Linked DNA regions of Mus musculus: all the other regions are linked to region 3. The links are chromatin contacts, called in public HiChIP or PLAC-seq maps. All regions are on one chromosome and are shown on one strand. Each heading gives the region's core, a stretch centred on a gene start, on an enhancer-like site or on the middle of the called end of the contact. The rest is flanking DNA. Distances are from core to core; before and after follow the strand shown. Region 1 holds the start of Oasl1 (2'-5' oligoadenylate synthetase-like 1). Region 2 holds the start of Oasl2 (2'-5' oligoadenylate synthetase-like 2). Region 3 overlaps Git2 (GIT ArfGAP 2).

The links. HiChIP or PLAC-seq counts read pairs in DNA pulled down with a chosen protein or histone mark.
Region 1: a contact with region 3 is called in an H3K27ac HiChIP or PLAC-seq map of embryonic stem cells, with 5 read pairs. The contact joins the promoter of Oasl1 here to the enhancer-like site in region 3. A contact is called at or near these places in 7 of 39 promoter capture datasets (the 3T3-L1 cell line, the HPC-7 cell line, HPC-7-derived erythroid cells and 3 more), 1 of 15 datasets of contacts at CTCF or cohesin (large pre-B cells), 1 of 115 datasets of contacts at active chromatin or transcription factors (embryonic stem cells) and 4 of 9 other capture datasets (adipose tissue, embryonic stem cells, liver and 1 more).
Region 2: a contact with region 3 is called in an H3K27ac HiChIP or PLAC-seq map of microglia, with 10 times the contacts expected there. The contact joins the promoter of Oasl2 here to the enhancer-like site in region 3. A contact is called at or near these places in 2 of 39 promoter capture datasets (embryonic stem cells and hematopoietic stem and progenitor cells), 1 of 15 datasets of contacts at CTCF or cohesin (large pre-B cells), 21 of 484 Hi-C or Micro-C datasets (B cells, CD4 T cells, the G1E-ER4 cell line and 7 more), 3 of 115 datasets of contacts at active chromatin or transcription factors (the HPC-7 cell line, embryonic stem cells and microglia) and 4 of 9 other capture datasets (adipose tissue, embryonic stem cells, liver and 1 more).

The regions. Positions count from the first base shown.
Region 1 is chr5:114,920,876-114,925,397 of GRCm38.p6, reverse strand. Oasl1 (2'-5' oligoadenylate synthetase-like 1) reads right to left here and starts at 2,158. Exons shown (of 6, transcript NM_001359945.1): 1 at 1,789-2,158. The coding sequence starts at 1,986. It overlaps Gm13822 (predicted gene 13822), which reads left to right and starts at 3,137. Exons shown (of 2, transcript NR_166682.1): 1 at 3,137-3,347.
Region 2 is chr5:114,894,781-114,899,270 of GRCm38.p6, reverse strand. It overlaps Oasl2 (2'-5' oligoadenylate synthetase-like 2), which reads right to left and starts at 2,337. Exons shown (of 6, transcript NM_011854.2): 1 at 1,409-2,337. The coding sequence starts at 1,606.
Region 3 is chr5:114,749,972-114,754,075 of GRCm38.p6, reverse strand. Git2 (GIT ArfGAP 2) reads left to right here. Exons shown (of 20, transcript NM_001347400.1): 8 at 752-797; 9 at 1,746-1,797. Among named protein-coding and RNA genes, the nearest start is that of Git2, 21 kb to the left of the region's middle. Within about 2 kb of position 2,300, at least 8 of the 459 cell types and tissues checked have an H3K27ac peak or open chromatin away from gene starts, as enhancers often do. A contact at or near this core is called in embryonic stem cells and microglia, where this site is marked.

The DNA.
Region 1 (4,522 bases), core at 909-3,408, 170 kb before region 3:
GCCAGGAAAAAGCCCCAGGCAAGTATCATAATGAAACCCTTGTTTCTAAGACTTTACCCTGAGCTAACCTTTAGGCTGCATGGCCTCAGTGTTGGGAAATGGAACACGATGTTTGGGATGCTGCCATCATAGAGGAGCAGACCAAGGACTTGAGACATGAGACAGGATGATCAGAGTCACACAGCTGGTGAGAGGAAGAGCCCAGACTCAAATCCTCTCTGTGTGGTGACAAAACTATGGCTGTCACTTCTAAATCATGTGACCTGAAGCTCAAGACTTCAAAATTCAACCCAGTAGCGCAAGTTTAAAATCTCAGGCTGGGAATCCAGTCCTAATTCTAGTCTAGATGCTGCAACCACTTGGGCTATGGCATTAAGATGTGTCAACCTCTTCAGGTGTCAATCTCCTTAACATTTAAATGAACAATTGGCTGAGGTTAGTTCTTCTCCAAAGCTGTGTGTGTGCGCATGTGTGCATCCTGCACTAGTGCACACTTGTGTGTGGAGATCAGAGGGCAACCTTGGGTATTGTTCTTTAGGCTGCTCATTTGGTTTTTTTGACACAGGGTATTCTACTGTGCCCTAGGGCTTGCAGATTTGGCTAGACTGATAGGCCAAGGAGACTGGTTGGTAGGCCTAGTGGTTCTCTTGTCTCTGCCTCTGCAGGGCTGGGATAATAAGTTTGAGCAGCTACACTCAGCCCTTGCCCCACCCCCTTCCAGGGTCTGTTGAACCTGTGATCCTTAGCTCAGCTAGGGGGTAGGGGTGGCAGTTGGAAGAAGGATTTAAGGAGGAAAAAAAAATATTAGTGAGAAACTTGGGTCACCGTTTGAGTAGCCGGGTTCAAATCCCAGCTCTGACGTCAGCAGTTACATCTCTGAACAAGCCCAATGGCTACTCTCAGCCTCCATTTTAAGAGTCTTTCAGTTATCAAAATATTAAAACGTGGAAAAAATTAGGAAGAAGATACCATCCAGGCAGCCAGCACATCTAAACTTGCCACATCGGTGACTGTCTTTCTTTTGTACATGCTAGGCTTTCACTCTAGCCTTGAGCCACATCCACAGATCCCGCATTTGTGTCATCTCAATCACTTTAAAGTGAGTAGCGGACAGCAAGGAGCTTTGCCCCAATACAGCATAGCATGTGTCCCCCTAAAGAGAGTTCCCCACCCCAGTAGGTGCGATTTAACTTGACAAACGGCAGTTTTCTTACCAAAATGCAGGTCATATTAAACATTTACCACTCATCCCCAAACTCACACTCTCTCTGTGTCTCTGTCTGTCTGTGGTGTGTGTGTGTGTGTGTGTGTGTGTATGTGTGTGTGTGTGTGTGTGTTGTTCTGTGATATGTAACCTAGGCTGTGAACCAACCATCCTCTTGCTTCTCTACCTCCCACATGCTGGGGTTGCAAGAATGGGCCCCCAAGTCAGGCTCTCAAAAATTGTTATTTACAAATTACATGTCAGGATCCAACTAGAGGCCTTGCATTGCATGTGGTCACTGTAGCTCTGACATTGTGGAGCCTTTGTTAGGCTCATCTGTAAAATGGGACAAGAATGGTATCTATCTCTCAGAGTATAAGTTTTAATGATAGAATATGCAGGCTTTCCCTACCATTTTCTCCAGAGGTGGTCTTTTATTATCTTCTTTAGTAGTTCATTCTGCTCAAGGCTCGCGGGGCTGTCTCGAGATGTCAGAAGCGTGAACTAGGGATCACGAGGCGAGGGGACTCCCTGGCACTGGGGTTTGCCCTGTCCTGGCTGGGAATGGTGAAGTCCAGTCTTACCTTGAGTACCTTGAGCACGCGCACATCCCGAGCCGGGCCACGATCTTCACGGAAATTCTCCTGCCTCAGGAACTGCTCCACTGTCTGCACGGTCTCCAGGACCTCTTCTTTCCACTCTCTGGTTGGCTGCAGCCACTGAGCCACAAAGGAGTCCAGCTTGGAGGCCGGGAAGCCGTACAGCTCCTGGGCGACTGCCATGGCTACAAACTGACCGTCAGCTACCTCAGGCAGGCGCAGGGCTATATAGCCAAGCACCCATCCAGCTGCCGGTACTCACCTCCTCCTTTTTTAAGGCGGCTCCTTTCCAGCTGACCTCTGGCACCCAATGGCGGAAAGGGGGGTGAAGAGAGAAGCTTGGGAGCATGGCTCTATGGGGGGGTCCCCTCCTTGGAGATTTATTGTCATGGTAGGTGTGCCGAGGGACCAGAGGCTGGGGTTGGCCGGTCTGGACCGCCTTAACAGGGTTGGCATGGGGCCAACTTTTGTGCTGTTAAGTTTCGATTCTCAACATTTGTAGTTTCTCTTTTGTGACGTTTGTAAACTGAAATTGGCTTGAGTCTGACCTTCCAGAGACACCTTGTCTGGATGACTTAGGCCAACTGCCCCGACCCGTCATAGGGAAACTGAGGTTTGGAAAGAGAAAGAGCCTAGTCATGGCTGTGGTAAGGAATGAGGAATCTGGAATCAGAAGGACACTTTGAGGTTGTCAGATGCTTTTTCTTTATTTTATTTCAAAGAATTATTATTATATTTATATAAAAGTTAGTATATTTCATTTAAAAGATTTAAATTTTTATTTATATTTTATTTACTTTATATTTACATATATTTATATGAGAAAATTATATTTATGTATTTTGGGTTTTTTTTTAGGAGGGGGACGCATGTCATGGCACAAATGTGGGGGTCAGAGTAAAACCTGCAGGGGCCTGTTGTCTGCTTCCACCGCACGTGGATTTTAGGACCCATACTTGGGTCATTAGGCGTGGCAATATGGTGTGAAACGAGGAAAAGAGAAACTCATATGGTAGGACATGAAATATGGCGAGAAACACTGAAAAACGTGCAAAAAGAGAAACACACGGTAGGACCTGGAATATGGCGAGAAACAGTGAAAAACGTGAAATATGAGAAATACACACTGTAGGACCTGGATTGTGGCCAGCCTGGTCTACAGAGTGAGTTCCAGGACAGCCAGGACTACACAGAGAAACTCTTATCTCATAGAAACAGGAAACAAAACATCTTGAATGTGTTTGCATTTAAGCACGCAAACACCACACACACAGTCTCAATAAAACGTTTTCAAAGCCAAAACAACCCAAATGAAGGTGCCTCTAACAGAGATCGTTACAGACATGAGACCTAGCAGGGGCTGTGTAGAGAAGTGGGTGGAGCCGGGCTCTGAGGTAGTTAAAGATTCAGAGCTGGGGTTGCTGAAAGAGTTCAGCAAAGCAGAACGAGGAAGAGCAGGAGGGTGAAGGAAAGGAGAACGTTCTGGAAGCCAAGTGATAATGCTGTTTGACAAAGAGGAAGTGGCTCACTAAGTCACATGTCAGGTGAGCCCGTTCAGCCTCCTTCCCAGGGTGAATCAGAAGCGTGGCGTGCAGAGAACTTAGAACCTAGCATGATCGCTCTGCCACCTTCTGTACTAAAGATAGACGGCAGCAATGCTACAGGCAGGGAGATGGGTCTGACACCGTGTGGCGGTCCATGCAGGATGCAGCAGTGAGCGGGCTGTGGTGGCACAGGCCTTTAATCCCAGCCCTAGGGAGGCAGAGGCAGGTGGATCTCTGTAAGTGTGAAACCAGACTGGTTGATACGGTGAATTCCAGGTCAGCTGAGGCTGCGTAATGAGACCTGTCTATAGAAAGAGAGAAGAGGGGCTGGAGAGATGGCTCAGCGGTTAAGAGCACTGACTGCTCTGTCGGAGGAGGTCCTGAGTTCAATTCCCAGCTACCACATGGTGGCTCACAATCATCTGTAATGGGATCCGATGCAGTCTTCTAGTGTATGTCTGAAAATAGCAATTAAAAAAAAACTCTTATAAAAATAGATAAATCTAAAGTTAAAAAGAAAAAAGGAAGGAAGAGGTGGGCAGGGGGGCGATGGGCACAGAGCGGATAAGGAAAGGGGCTGGGTCCCAATTTTTTTCTTTTTTTTAATTCTTTTTTTTAATTGGATATTTTCTTTATATACATTTCAAATGCTATCCCAAAAGTTCCCTATACCCTCCCTCCACCCTGCTCCCCTACTCACCCACTCCCGCTTCTTGGCCCTGGCATTCCCCTGTACTGGGGCATATAAAGTTTACAGTACCAGGGGCCTCTTTTCCCAGTGATAGCTGACTAGGCCATCTTCTGCTACATATGCAGTTAGAGATACGTGCTCTGGGGGGACTAGTTAGTTCATATTATTGTTCCACCTATAGGATTGCAGACCCCTTCAGCTCCTTGGGTGCTTTCTCTAGCTTCTCCATTGGGGGCCTAGTATTCCATCTTATAGATGACTGTGAGCGTCCACTACTATATTTGCCAGGCACTGGCATAGCGTCATGCGAGACAGCTATAACAGGGTCCTTTCAGCAAAATCTTGCTGGCATTGTGCAATAGTGTCTGGGTGGTCCCAAGTCTCTGAAGGAGGAGGAAGCAGGGATAGCTGATCCCCTCTGGCTTCGTCCATTAGTGAAAGGAGGAATAGCAGAGCCGGTGGAAGCCTAGGAGTGAGTCTGCAG
Region 2 (4,490 bases), core at 1,088-3,587, 150 kb before region 3:
CTCAGCTCCTCCTCTTGACCCCTCGACAGTGCCTCACTGATGCAGTCACGGCTGGCCTGGAACTTGCTATAAGAACAGGTTTAACAGTCTTAAACTGGTAATCCTCCTGCCTCAACCTCCCGACTGCTGGGGTTACAGGTGAACGCTACCACACCCAGCTCTGGACTTCCTTTTTTTGTTGTTTGTTTCTTTCAAGTCCCAGAAGCCAAGAGGCTGCTACAAGCAATCGACCTAGGTCAGGCAGAAATTTGCAGGAACCAGAACACAAATGGGATACGATGTATCCTTTTGCAGCAGCTGTGGGAGTTTCCATTTCTGTCTTCAAAGCTTTTTGGCTAAGAACCCTCCCTGATCTCTGGTTTTGAAGGTTTGTTGAGATTTTTCTTCATCAAAAGCTCTTTCTCTCCCGTCTTAACCTCTGCTACCATGGCTCAGAGTTCCCAGGTAAAGTTGACTTACTCAAGTTAACTTAAGTTGTCATGCCGGGTGGTGGTGGCGCATGCCTTTAATCCCAGCACTTGGGAGGCAGAGACAGGCGGATTTCTGAGTTCGAGGCCAGCCTGGTCTACAAAGTGAGTTCCAGGACAGCCAAGACTATACAGAGAAACCCTGTCTCGAAAAACAAAAACAAAAAAAACAAAAAAAAAAAAACCACTTAAGTTGTCATTCATTTTAGCAGAATAAACAACACCCAGAGCTCTGATCCAAATGGTCTTGATTGGAGGGGGTGGGCTGTAAGTTTGTGTTTTTCTGGGAGAAACAGCTAGCCGTAGAATTACTTACACAGGCAGCCCTTAGAATCCCAATGGTTTACCAAGTAGTCTTGCTAGGTAATTTCTAACATGACCAATACTACTAACTTAGAGAACAATAGGTTTCCTTCACTTAGAAGTAAAGTAGTAGTCTTTTTTTTTTTCTTTCCTATCCTTTCCCCCTTTCCCTTTTCCTCCTTTCCCTTTTTCCCTTCCCTTCCCTTTCTCCAGACAGGGTTTCTCTATGCAGCCCTGGCTGCCCTGGAACTCACTCTATATCAGGCTGGCCTCGAACTCAGAAATCTGCCTGCCTCTACCTCTTGAGTGATGGGATTAAAAGCATGCAGGACCACACACGCCTGGCCAAGTATTATTTCTTAGACAGGAAGCAAAGGCACACATTTTATGGAAACCGGTGACTATGGTCCATTCAGGAACCAGAATCCCAAATTATCATTACCACCTCTGTCCTTCAGCATTGCAAGGCTAATTTTAAATGCACAGAAATTTTCTATGCTTTATCCCATTTACTGCTTCTACTAAACCCATCTTAAGAAGAGGACACAGACTCAGAGGGGGTGAAATGGCCCACCTCTCAAGTTCACAAGCCCCACAGGGCAGAGGTGAGCTTTAAACTCAGAACCCTGTGTGCTTACCTTCACCACCTTAATCACCCTGACTTCTTGGTCCAGGAGCAGCTCATCACGGAAGCACTGTTCCCGAAAGAACCTCTCGATTCTCTCCCAGGCATCCTGCCCTTCCTCTTTCCAGTCCCTCTGGGGCTGAAGGCTGTGTTCCAGGAAGTGGTCTAGACTGTCCCCAGGGGTCGCATACAGGTCGGGGAACGGGTCCATTTCAGCTGGGCCAGCCTGTCCTCTAGATAAATCCTCTGAGCTTCTGCTCAGCTCTGATGGGAGAAGCTTCCTGCAGCGTTCTCTGGAGGAGACAATGGGATGGAGAGTTGCATGGAAAGAAGAAAAGCGCTCTGCCCCTCCCTCCTTGGAGAAACTGGAAACAGAAACCAAGCTTTGACAAGAATTGAAAGTGAAACTGCAGGGAGATCCAGTTTACCTTCTTCAAGGCAGAAGGGAACAGGAGTTAAGGATGCAGTCTCCCCACCGGCTCTGTTGTGAGCACAGGATGTTGTTTACCACAACAGAGTAAGATTCAGCAGTTTCAGTGGCAGCGATTTGGCCACATAATCTCATCTGCCTGGTGATCTGGCAGTGGCAAATGCATTTATTTCATTCTTAATCACGCATAGTGTCTCCGTTACTAGTGGCGTCTCGAGCGATAGGGTTAGGCTAGGTTATTCCTGCTTATGCTGAGGGTCACAACATCCACACTCCACATTCCTAACTACCGACCTCAGCTAGTCTCCCCGAGGCTGCTCATCATCTGTGCAGGTGTCTTAGCTGAAGGCCATATCCAGGGTCAGACTCTCCAGCTGCAGGGCCCATCGAGGTGACATTTCTCTGATGCCTACCGCAGTCCCAAAGATGTGAGGCACAAAGGATTGCTCCTGGTCAATGGACAGCGTGAGGTAGTCTCACGATGTTTTCTGTCTAGTTATCTTCAGTGAGTGACGTGTTCTGGTTATCAGGTGCAGCCTTGGGTGTAGGATTAGGTTCCTGACTAAGCTTTTTTTTTTTTTTCATGCCTAAAAGGCAACTTTTGCCACAGTCACCACAAATAGTAACTTTCATATCACACTACCCAGGAAACACATCTATATATCCTGTCTTGGTTAGGGTTCCTATCTCTGCTATAAATACCATGTCCTGGGGAAGAATTTTGTTTGTTTGTTTGTTTTGGTTTGGTTTTGTTTTTGTTTTTTGAGACAGGGTTTCTCTGTGTAACCCTGGCTGTCCTGGAACTCACTCTCTAGATCAGGCTGGCCTGGAACTCAGAAATCCACCTGCCTCTGCCTCTCAAGTGCTGGGATCAAAGGCGTGTGCCACCACCGCCCAGCGGAGGAAAGGTTTTTTTTGTGGCATCTTCGAGATTGCCTACCATGCAGGGAAGTCAGGGCAGGAACTCAAGAACAGAGGCGGTGGATGAGTGTGTGCTGCTTATTGGTTTGCTCCTTATGGCTTGCTCAGTCTGCTTTTTCATACACCCCAGGACTGCCCCCCCAGGGTTGGCATGACCCAGAATGGACGGGGGGGGGGGGGGGGGGGGAAGGGGGCGGGACCCTCCCCCATCAATCACTAATTTAGCAAATGCCTCACAGGCTTGCCTAAAGGCCAGTTTTTGTTTTGTTTTGTTTTGTTTTGTTTTTCCCGAGACAGGGTTTCTCTATGTAGCCCTGGCTGTCCTGGAACTCACTCTGTAGACCAGGCTGGCCTCGAACTTAGAAATCTGCCTGCCTCTGCCTCCCAAGTGCTGGGATCAAAGGTGTGCGCCACCACTGCCCGGCTAAAGGCCAGTTTTATGGAAGTATTTTCTCAGTTGAGATTCTCTCTTCTCAGAAGAAGGAAGCTTGGATTGAGGTTTGAGGTGCTTGCTTGACACAGATGCTAGTAAGGATTTACTAGTAAGCTTGCTTACAAAATAACCAAGTAACGTGTTAACTCTCCTGTCCACCTGTGTAAAGGTGGATGGCCATTGGGGTCAAGGAGACCATGTCAACAAGGGGTCACTGAGTTGAAACAGAGCCCCAGAAACATTGAGGAAGGAGTCCTGTGCTTGTGGGTCCCGGGTGCCATGCCTCAGGTGTCAGATGACGTTGTAAGTAGTCTGGTGGAAACTGAAGATAGTCTAAACATATACTTTGTGTCTCTTAACCCATCAGACTACTATAATTGAAATGATGGGTCCCAAAGAAATGGTAATTTCCCCAAAAATCTCATGCTGGGAGAGGAAAGGGGGGCAGCCAGAGGGAAATCTTGTCTCCTAAAAACAGATTTCACACAAGTCTAACATCTTGTCAGAGTGCCTTCAGGATAAGACGAAGCCCAGGCAAGGAGGGGGTCGATGGTGAACCGGGACCACAGCTTGAAGGGGATGCTGTCTGTTATTCAGACTTTAATCTCACCTCAGGACCCCAGAGATGGCCTTTGGGGGGAGGGGTCTAGGTCTGCTTGATCTCTTGGTCCTTAACAAGGTCGCCACACTGAGTACATCTCCCTTTTCTGATTTCCATTACAATTTTTTTTAAAGGTTTATTTCTCTTTTAAAAATGTGAGGGCCGGGCGTGGTGGCGCACGCCTTTAATCCCAGCACTTGGGAGGCAGAGGCAGGAGGATTTCTGAGTTCGAGGCCAGCCTGGTCTACAAAGTGAGTTCCAGGACAGCCGGGGCTACACAGAGAAACCCTGTCTTGAAAAGCCAAAAAAAAAAATGTGAGCAGGTTGCCTGCCTGCATGTCTGTGCACCATGTTCATGTCTGGTGCTGAAAGACCCTCGAGGGGAGACCCTCACTCAGACACTCAAGTCCCGGGACAGCCGCGTACCCAAGAAGACACTGAGACCATACATAAAATGTAGAAGGCAAGATTTAATAAAGCAGCGACATGAAAGCACACAGACCAGAGCTCTGGGGTCGAAATAAAGCAGCAACATGAAAGCACAGAGACCAGAGCTCTGGGGTCGAAATTCATACACCTTTGCACAGGGTAGAGGAGTCTCGACGGTCAGCAAAAATTTTTTACAGGCTTATATAGTAAAACTCAAAGGGGGAGAACTGGGCAGGGAAAGTACAAGTTTACATCACTAGGGAGTTCTGCCAAAGGAATCT
Region 3 (4,104 bases), core at 1,051-3,550:
GAACAACTGAGTCTCACACTGTTGTACACAGAACACTGGGGGCGGTGGGCAGGGCTGCTTTTAGTGTTTGTGTCAGGAGACAAGGTCTTCCTTTGTAGCTCAGTCCCTCTACCCGAGCTTCCCCAGTGCAGTGAACTCTGCGCTCTGCTTGCTGTTCAGAATATAGAACAGCAGAGGTGCTGAAGAAATGGCAGCTTCCTACCAAGTAAGATGCATGCGCGCGCTCACAAACACACACACACACACCACACACACACACACACACACACACACACACACACACACACACGGACCCTGCGCTCCTACTCTCAGGCATTGCCTCGGAGGGTAAACCGATTACACACAGAAACCCGAAAAGGTGCTTGGAGTGGTTTTGTCATTGGGATGGACATCCGTATTCTGAAAGCTAGGGAAGGACACAGAACTCAGCAGATGGCCAGGCCGGGTCCCTCCAGAGCCGCACACAGAGCAGGCCTGCTCAGCCCTGGCTGCCTTCCTCTCCCAGGCTCAGGGCAGCTCTGCCATCTGCCACCAGGAGCTGACAGTGACAGAGCTTGGACTGAGCTCCTCAGCAGTTTTTACTGAGCGATGCCTGGAACAGGGCGGGTTTCAGGGAACTCGCAGCCAATCTCGAGACTTTTCTGTTGTCCCACGTGGCACATGTTTATGGAAAATGGCTAATGGGAAAACTTAAACTGGAAAAAAATGGTGATTTCAAGGTTGATGTGAGCATATCTGGTTTCTGTTTCAGATCATAAAAGCGGACAGCACTTTCTAATTCCTCAGAGGGCAGACAGGTAAGGACCAGTTTGGTTTATGTGCCCACTATCGCCTTGGTCTACAGTATTCAAGTGCATTGTATGTTGTGTTTAACAGAGCTCATACATTTTTCTCTTTTATGGCTACTCACTTTGGAAATAAGACGGCTGTAAGTAAATTACCGTGTGAAACTTAACTTGGAAAGAGCCCAGAGCTCAGTTGCACTGATGCAGAGTCGTAGCCAGGGATACCTCCACTGTTTGTCCAGTTGTCCTGCTGTTTTGTGTTTATAGGTTATAGTCACAGGTGTTTCTGTGTCAGGAGACAGTCTGCTTTGCCTTTGACAGGCCCTGGTGCATTTCACATTAATCTGTGGGCTATCAGCATGTCACGGCTGCTCAGCATGGGTTACAGGCTGGATGAATTTGTACATTTTGAGAAATGAATGTTCTTTTTCCTTCTCTACTCAAAATGTTTAAAAACATAAAAGCCACCCTTAGTTCATGAGCTGAGCTAAAAAGTCCTTAGCCGTGTCCCCAGCCTGTAAGGTGCAAGGACTGTCACCACCCCACCCACCCCCACCCCCACCCACCCCCAACCCCCCATTCACTGCTGTTGTAGCTGTGAGCTTGTCTTTCTGCCTTTTCTGTTTCCTCTCCGTTTTGTCTTGACTTTTGTTTTCCTTTGTGCCATGGGGGGAATGCAGTGGCTCACGCGTTGGACACAGGCTTTCCTACTGAGCCACACCCCGAGGCCTAGAGAGGAACTGAAGAACGGTAGCTTCCACCACCCTGCGGTGGGGCAGTTTGCTCTTACCTGACTATTGGGTCTCTAAGAGTCCTGACCAAAGTGTCTAAGTCTTCAATGACTGCGGCTACAGAATCGTTCCATAAGCAGGGCTATCTCCTCCCTCGGGTGTCTTAGTCTTCTAGTGAGGTCACGGCAGCTTCTGTGCACTTGCTTAATGGTTTTGTGCTTTTTCTTAGCAGCCTGGATTTGTCTGAGTTGGCAAAAGCTGCGAAGAAGAAACTTCAATCTGTGAGTATCTCTTCCCTAGGAACCCCAGTATGGAACCCTTGTTGGTCCCTGTTGTCAGTCAGAGTTACCTATTGCATCATAGTAGCTAAATTAGACACATGCTGTCTGGTCTGAATGCAGTAACCAAGACCAAAAGCACTTTAGTATATCCAGGCGGCTGACTACTTCAAACAACCCGTGATCTTTTCTGTTAAAAATGCAGCCCTTGCCTGTGATGGTAGAGAACCAAAGTTGTGGGTGTGTCTTGGGGTCCTGGGGTGTGTGGGGCACCCCTTCTTGGCATTTGTTACGTTACTCACATGGGATACCGAGGACTAATAGTAGCTGCTGGTAGGGCAGTGAGTCTAGACATCCGTCCACTGCAGTGCTGTGACTCCTGCCCATCAATCATATGCCGTTCCTAGAGCTTGGTAAATTTATGCTGCGGAGAGCTTGTGGCCTGGACCCATTGTGTGTGCTCAGGGTTTACCCAGCCCTGCAGGTCACAAGATCACTTTACTCTTTGTCTTCCCGGCAAGAGGCCCTTTGTCTGTCTTTCCCATGATGCCTCACCAGGTGCTTTCTGCTCACCTTGTGAGATTTCACTCCTTACCTGTTCTCAGTGGTCCCTGCATCAGAACCAAGAGCCTTGACTTCTCTCTGTGACCTTTAAAGACCCTTAGGCACCAGCTTACTTCCCCTCTGGTTAGGTGTACGTGCATTGTTGGAGCAGCTCTGTGAATCAGCTCTCTTGAGGGCAAAAGCCACTGCCTTGGAGCCCTGCTTCAGGACGTGTGCCTGCATGTTTGCCTTGTCTGGTTCTGGCTCCTCTTAGACTTAGAACTTGGTGCTTCCATGTGTGAGCAAAGCCCGGTTTCCTGCCCTGTGGTTTCCCTCCTTCCCTTTCACAGAGATTTTTAGAGCCTCATACGATATCACTATCACATAAAGTGGACTTATCCTTCCTAGTACTTAATTATACTGTGAAATAAATGTTTTATGCAATTTGTTTGGTGTCTCTGTGTTCTGTATCTATAGTTGTGTGTTTGAGTGTATTATGCCTTTCTTAAGGAAGCCACCTAGTAGATAAATAAGATGTCACGCTTTCGAGGCAGCGCAAGAGTGTGTGCTTTCCTTGTCCTTACTGTAGTTTGTAAGCAAACTTGTACCTGGCATCAGACTCCTCCTTGCTCTGTCTGTTGGCTGGGCTGGATACCACATGAAGCCTGAGGTTATGGGGTGGGCATTAAATACATACCTTGGGTATAGTTTCCTATGCCCTTAAGACCTTGGGCTGTCTGTGTGTCAGGCTTGCCCAGCTCACGGCAGCCCCCAAAGCACAGCCTTCCAAGAGGAGCGCTGGGAAGGGGACACTGTCGGGCATCCCTGTTGGGCATCCCGGCCCTCCTCCGGGTAGGTGTTGCTCTTAGCAGCGCAGGGCAGCACTCAAACCCCCACTCCACCCTTTTCCATCCTTCTCTTTCTTCCTCCTTCCCTTCCTGAGTCTGTCTCATACTCTCTCCTTCCTCCCTAGTGAAAAACTGAGAGAAATATAACAGAAAAAAAAAAAAAAACAATGTATTCTTGGGTTATGAAAATGTCTGTTCCTCGATGTCCTTGTCTGTAAAGTAAGACAGTAGTGAACTCTGTCCTGTCCTCGCTGCTGGCTTTGGATGGTGTCCTTAGCACTGTGTCTAAGATGCCACTGGCCCTGAGCAGTTCTGCCATGTGGCCACGAGTGACAACAAAACAGCTTTCAATCCAAACCCCTGCAGGGTCCTCAGTGAGCGCCTTCTGTGGGGTTTATTTTGAATGATCAGTTAATCCGAGGGCACTAGGGAACTTAAAGAAAGATGGGACCATCCTCAGTCACCTCGCTCTCTGCCAGCGCATGCTCAGCGCTTGGCATATCCCCTCAGCCTTTATTTCCTACGCATACCATTTTTTTCTTTCTCGAAACTGTAGTAGCAGAATTTCATACTCTGCTTTTTTACACGGGGCACGAGGCAGTCAGTAAAGACACAGGATGCAAAGCAATAAAGAGGCCATAGTCCTCGAGTTGCAGGATGACAGAGGAGCCAGACCCCAAGGCTGGGGCTTCAGCCTGCCTCCGTGGGGAGACCTGGATAGTCCTCCAGTTCCTGGCTGCTGTATGAAAGTTTGGTCTGTGGGGCTGTGCTATGAACTGCACCCCAAGCGGCACTGGGGTGGGGTGGCGGCCACGCTGTGCTTTGCTTGATAGGAAGCCTCTCTGCGACGCGTGTTGTTACACAGTGGCACCCTTCCCCACCCCAGCAGTGCAGCCATCCAATCCATAGCCTTGCACAA